2 separate regions of the Mus musculus genome follow, and region 2 is linked to region 1. A link is a contact called in public Hi-C data. All regions are on one chromosome and are shown on one strand. Each heading gives the region's core, a stretch centred on a gene start, on an enhancer-like site or on the middle of the called end of the contact. The rest is flanking DNA. Distances are from core to core; before and after follow the strand shown.

Evidence for each region. Hi-C and Micro-C count contacts between places; a contact is called where the count stands out from the background.
Region 2: a contact with region 1 is called in a Hi-C map of muscle stem cells, with 4 times the contacts expected there. The contact joins the promoter of Dcbld1 here to the enhancer-like site in region 1. A contact is called at or near these places in 4 of 39 promoter capture datasets (the 3T3-L1 cell line, cranial neural crest, frontonasal cranial neural crest and 1 more), 3 of 484 Hi-C or Micro-C datasets (adipose-derived mesenchymal stem cells, cerebral cortex and muscle stem cells) and 2 of 115 datasets of contacts at active chromatin or transcription factors (astrocytes and forebrain).

Annotation. Positions count from the first base shown.
Region 1 is chr10:51,792,407-51,795,727 of GRCm38.p6, forward strand. No RefSeq gene overlaps it. Among named protein-coding and RNA genes, the nearest start is that of Gm23906, 95 kb to the right of the region's middle. Within about 2 kb of position 1,680, at least 2 of the 459 cell types and tissues checked have an H3K27ac peak or open chromatin away from gene starts, as enhancers often do. A contact at or near this core is called in muscle stem cells, where this site is marked.
Region 2 is chr10:52,232,068-52,235,388 of GRCm38.p6, forward strand. Dcbld1 (discoidin, CUB and LCCL domain containing 1) reads left to right here and starts at 1,552. Exons shown (of 11, transcript NM_025705.4): 1 at 1,552-1,768. The coding sequence starts at 1,684.

The DNA.
Region 1 (3,321 bases), core at 430-2,929:
TTTTATTATAGATTCTGGTTATAATATAGAAATTGTAAGATTTTTTTTTTTTAATAAAATTTTGAAACTAGCTTTCATGAAAGAAACCCAGGCTGGCCACAAAGCCTCCATGTAGCCAGACTGGACTTAAACTCCTTATAATCTTTCTTCACCTTCCCAAGTGCTAGAATTTCAGGTTAAAAAATTTCTAATTTGGAAAATTGCATATTATAATTTAAGAAATTTTGTGAGCTATTAGCGTGACTCGTGTGCTATCCCGGGAGCTCAAAGAACAAAACCTAGTAAGTCAAGAAAGAATATATCAAGATGTTTCATAGTCCTGTACCTGGAGTGTGAACAGAAAACAAATGGTTACTTATTAATCAGATTCAGTAGATGGAAGATTCTTGATCCAAACCTTCTCATGTATTTGAAACATACAGAAAATGCATATTTTAAAAAGCCTGACTTCATTGATATGAGTAGGATCCCTAAAATAAAAAGAGTTTAGTTCTCCTGAAAAAGATTAGATTAGATCTAAAGTAGCTGTGATTCTTAGAAAAGAGGCTGCAACTGGACAGAAGAGTTTGAGATGGTTTTTATTGAATTTATGCCAACAAATGGATTGTCCTTCCCGCTTACCGCGTTTGCTGTGGATAGATAATGTTTAATAATATTTTTACTAATTTGTTGAGAATGTTATAAAATGTATCTATCAAAATACATTGTGTGAAAATATGATGTTGAAAGTGGAATATCCTCTAAAAACTGAAAAATTCCCAAAACAGGAGTGTAAAAGGGTCTCACTGTGCTGAGACCAATGATTTTTTTCCCCTCTTAGCGTTCCCCTCTTTGAAATAATTTTTTTCTGTATCTTTCTGTAAGTTTGAGTTCTGAGTAAATCTCATAGCCTGAAAGGTGAACACAGCAGAAAACAAAAAATGAAAACACTTATCTTACTCATATACATGTATTGACCATTTTGTAGACAGAAACCACCCCCAATCACATGTGTACATCCTATGGCCACTAACATTTGATTCTGATAAAATAATGCCTTCATTAAAGTTGTCTTCCTTTCCTGCTAAGGATCAAACTCTGGGCCTTGTCTCTTCTGGGTAAGCCCTGAGCAACATCTCTTGCTGACCTAAAAGTTCAGTGCCAGCCACAGAGAACACGGACAACCTAAGTCCAGCTCATATACATCATAATGTTTTGATTGAAGTCACACAAGAGACAAGACAACCCTTGGACTAGACAAACAGCTTTGTACCCACATTTATTTAGTAGCGAGTTGCCTAAAGCATATAAAAGCAGACAGCAAAGACAGCATTCCCCCTCTTAGGAATAATTTTTACTCTTGGCCAAAATGACTTGGTACTGGATCTCTATGGGGGAATGCTTCTCACTGCTAATGATGCCAAGATGTCTGTGTACACATGGCACTCATGCATTAGCGAGATACAATTCAGAGTTAATCGAACGCTCGGGAGTCTTCCTTATAAGGATACAAGAAAAACGAGGATTCCTAATGCCACTTTGGGAACACTGTTGCCCAAGCCTTCTGGACTTCTTTCCTATAGTCATGGGAACTATTTGGTCATTTCACTTTAATGTGTAAGAGTCAAGTGACAGCCTAGTTGCTTCGCCATAGGCCGGCAAGCGTAGGATGGAAAACAATTTCAACACTGGCCACCTGGACTCCTGCCCTGAGCCGCGCATTTGTTGTTCATGCATGGACTTTTGGCTAGCTTCTCTGTCAACCATCTGTTGAAAGGGGCATTGTGCCTGCTCAAATGGGACGATGCCACTATTTCTTCCAAGAGTCTCTTGCAAAACAAAACAAACAAACAAACAAACAATGTGTTTTCACAAACTTGCCAAAGTTCCAATCACATTTACCAACTGGGTTTGTAATTTTTGAATATGTCTTTACACTGTTTGTTTTCTTTAAGTCATTACTAAACTTACTTACTTATTCTCCCAGAACACTTTTGGGTTCACAATAAAACTGGGAGGAAAGTACAGAGATATTCCATATATTTGCTGCCCCCATATGTACCTTGGAAAATTCTGATTAAGAAATACTGATCTTTGTGTCTTCATAGACAAAGGGTGACATTCTCCAAAATATGACTCCAGTCTTGATGTCCCTGTGGCACGCAATGACAGTAAATCTGCCTTTTCTGTGACTGGATGCTGGCTATATATGTAGTCACAACTTTCTCCTTTAATATGACCTGAGAAAATGGAGACTACACCTGTCGTCCTGTTAGCTTCAGTGCTACATATGTCTCATCAGTTTCCAGAGATTGCAATATTTGATTTGGAAATCATTGACTACAGTGGCAGCTCGTGTGATCCCTAGTTATCATTAGCAAAGCTGAATGGCACGGAGGCTTCCGGTGTGATGGCTTATTTGTTTATGGGATGCCCAAGAGTCATTTCGCAGAACCTTCAGCCAGACCTTTGTACTTTGGACCCTCAGTACCCCTTTAAGTTTGTCATCTCCCTCTTGAGAGTCAGAACATGTTTTCCCCCAGATTCCTCAGCATCACAGGGTAGAAATTGAGCTTGTTTCCTGGTCTCTGTCGTGTCTCATCTTTCCACCAGAGAGCTAGCTCTCCATGCTTGGCAGCCAAGTTGTGTATCCTTCTCTCTTTGACTGAGGATCATTCCACATTTTGACATCTAGAGTTGAAAACCAAACCATTTAGGAATCAAGCCTAACAAAGCCAGCAGATATTGTCTGAGTGAGCTCTCACTACCAAATCACATGTTTATATACAAAGACTTGTATACAAAGACCAGATTTTATCACTTCTAAGTCTCCTACAAAATTCTAGACAGAAAAATAATAATAGTAATAATTTCTCCTTTCTCCTCTCCTCTCCTCTCCTCTCCTCTCCTCTCCTCTCCTCTCCTCTCCTCTCCTCTCCTCTCCTCTCCTCTCCTCTCCTCTCCTCTTCCCTTCTCTTCTCTTTCCTCCCTTCCTTTCTTTCTTTGGTCGGTTTACTGCTGTTATTTGCTGTTGTTTTTGAGACATGGTTTGGGTCTCTCTATGTAGCCCTGGCTGGCCTCAAACTCACAGAGATCGACATTCCTCTGCTTCCCAGGTGCTGGCATTAAAGTCACGCAGCACTATGCATGACCAAGCAGTGATTTCTTAACTGAGACTAACACTAAATGAAATATGTAAAATTATACTCTCCTTTAAAAGAGTAACATATGTATGACACCACCATCATATTCAAGATTAAATGAATACTAGTAGTTAGATGCTATATAGGAAATGGAGTTCGTAATTTTTCCAAAGGACTACAACAAGCCATAAACCATCTG
Region 2 (3,321 bases), core at 302-2,801, 440 kb after region 1:
AACTCCAGCTGTGTCAAGTTGACACAAAACCAGCCAGGACATATACATATTTATTTCCTCTCTATGACAACTGGGGAAGAGTTAACATGAAGGCAAGCGAATGTGTCCCAGTCAGAGACTGGCTCTACACTCAGATCTAAGAAAGGCTCAGTTGGAAAGCTGTAAGTCTTTCCTCTGAGGTTGCCATAAAGGAAGGTGCAAAGTCCACTGCCAAATCACACTTGGAATCTCAAAAGTTAAAGTGTAAACCAGGCAGGATATGAAGGCCTGCCTGTATTCCCCTATCTCAGAGGTGGGGGAAGAAGGTTCAGGAGTTCCAAGGTCAGCCTCCGGCTACTTAGCAAACTACTCAATACCAGCCAGGAAGACAAGAGAAGCCCTCAGAACACAGACGATAAACCTCAATCTCAAAACAACAAAACATTTTTAAGGCAAAAAGTTATCCTACCTGTCAGCTTAGGCTTGGAGTTGGAGAAAATTCCAAAGGTCACTTGGCCTTGGAGGGTCTGATCTTCCTCAGCTGCCGAGACCACCCCACCCCGACGCACTCTAGATGTAATAATTCCCAGAGGCCACGAGGTGGTGTGTGAGTTAGAGCTAAGGTTGTGGCCACGCAGAGGAAAGTCACGGGGGGGACCTAAAGGTGACAGTCCTTAAAACGAGTATTAACCGTTTCTCTGTTCAATTTGACGACCAGGACTCCAATTGAACGACCCAGTAATGGGCTCTAAACTCCTCCGCGGTCCATCGAACCTAATCTCAAGACTTTCCCACCACCTCAGAGAGCGCCTCAAACATTGCTCAGTCTGAAGTTTTCCAGACTGCTCTGGGGACTCTGCAGTTTACATATCTCTTACTGGTCCTACTCTGCACGTCTTTTCCCACATCTGGCCAGGCACCCACCTGTCTACTGAGCTTCAGCTCCAACTGGCCCCTTCCCGCCCTTTAATCCTCTGAACAACCTGGGCACGAACTCAGCTCTCTGTCTTTTACTCTCGCTTTGCTCCCAGCTGCCTTTTCACCATCCAATTAGATCTCTCCAAATGTGCTCCAAATATACTGTCCATGTTACAGACTGCAGTTTGTAGTGAGCGATTATTTCTAAGCTCTGCAAATGCCGAGTGAATTTAAGCACCCAGCCGCGTAGAAAGTTGAGTTAAACAACGGAATGAATGAAGAGAGAGAGAGAGAGAGATGGAGAGAGAGAGAGAATGAATGAATGAATGAATGAATGGACTTGAACTGCCATCATCCCATCAGATTTCAGATGCCTTGCATAGCCTTGGCAGACCAGCTCTAGGGTAGAGCTGACAAACTGCCAGAGGGGCGGAGTCTCGGTGAACCCCCGGGCTCTGGCGAGCCTGCGTGCCAGGTGAATTTTTGATTTTCATTTTCTAGTGAATCCGGGCAGGTGGCGCGGGGGCGGGGTGGGGTGAGGGGGAAACTGGGCGCCCCCCTTGGGAGACCGGTGGTGCGGCTGATCACCCCGGGGAGGGGGCGGGGCGGGGCGGGGCAGGGCGGGGAGGACACGCCCTCTCGCGGGCGCGGGCCGCCCAGAGGGATCTGTGCCGTGTGCCCGCGCCGCGCCGGGCCGGGCCGCGAAGGAGGCTGCCCTAGGCGGGCAGCGGCAGTGTAGAGCCGGGCCGGGAGGCCGATCCTGCGGGTCTGGAGTCCGGCGGGACCATGGGGACCGGGGCTGGTGGGCCGAGTGTCCTGGCGCTGCTGTTCGCCGTGTGTGCTCCGCTCCGGTTGCAGGCGGAGGAGCTGGGTGAGTGGGGGACTCGGGGCTCCGGGAGGGCTGTGTTGTGGGCCTCGGGGGAGCCTGGCGAGAGGCGGGCGGTCTCCGCCAGGCGGGGGATGGATTGAAGTCAGAGGGTGCATTTCGGATCGCGCCCCGATACTCTTTCCTTCCCCCCCATAAACGAGCCCGGCAGCTTGGCGCCTGTTCCCCGGCTGCCTTCGCGGTGTCCCCGCCCGGCCGGCCACTTAGTTCCCAGATTTCCCGACCCTTCCCGGCGGGTGCGAGTGGCCTGGCCCCGGGTGCTCGCCCGGCGTTGCCCCGCCAGCTCCTAGTCTCTGCCTGCAAGAGGGGGTTCTTCTGCGAGGCTGCCCCGGAGCCGACTGCAAACAGGGCCCCCGTTGCCTCACGCGTGTCCGGTGGTGATCGGAGTTGGAACCTTGCGACTCTGGTCCCTCAAGGGTATTTGAGCGAGTCGACTGCGGCCCAGGCTGCTTTTCCTCGGTAGCTGATCTTTGGCTTCCAGCGCCACCGAATTTTCTCTCAGACCACCAGATTAAGGCAGGAAACTGGTTTCCCAGCCCTACATGGCCCTACTCCATTAATCTGCTTTAATTAGTTCTCCTTGGATAGGACGAGCCACCTTTCTGTGGGTTCTCCCCCCCACCCCCCACCCTTTTCGGGTTTTGTTCCTCTCCTCCTGCCTTTGCTCCTCTGTAACTGGGGTTAATTAATGGCAGTGAGTTTATGCAGAATACTTGAATACCGCCCCCGCCCCCGCTATGCTTTCTGGGGGAACAGAAATCGAAGCTAAACTCATCGCTGGATTTTTTTTTTTTCATTGAACAATGTATTCGTTCACCCAAACATTCAGCAAGTTGATAGCATTAAAAAAAAGTGAAGTTATTTTGTTTAGAGTTACGGTAACACAGTCTAACGTGTGTTAGAATTGCACTGTGTAAGGTTTTATGAATGCTTTATAAACATGCTGTTTTGTTTGAGTTTTGGCGGCGCTCGGGAACTTGTGCAAGGCAAGCCTTTCAACAACCAAACTATATTCCAGTCATTGGATGTCTTAATAACTGAAGACACTTTCTCAAGTCGATATTTGAAACTGTAACATTCTACATTTATTTGGTGTGGGTTTTAAAGAAAATTTAGTTTTAGTGATGTGTATTTGTGTGTGGGTTGAGATGTACACGTTGAGTGCAGATACCCACCGAGACCATAAGCAACTAGTCTCTTGGACCTGCAGCTACAGGCAGAAGTGAGCCTGAAAGAACAGTATGTGCTTTTAACCTCTGAGACATCCTTGCAACCCCATTTTACATATTTTTATTGAATTTCTTGTTATTATTAATATTTGCGGTTTGAGACACCACTCTTGAATTCATAGCAAACCTCTTCATGCTTCCCAAGTGCTGGGAGTGCCACTGTATCCAGCTCAGTTGGTTGTTTTGTTTCTGGCTTCTGCCTATTCTTAAAGGTTTTTTTTTTTTTTTTTACTTTGTTTTAGATTATGTTTTGGAATGTGGGTATGGGCATGTGAGTGCCCAGAAGCCCCCTGTGACTAGAATCAGTTG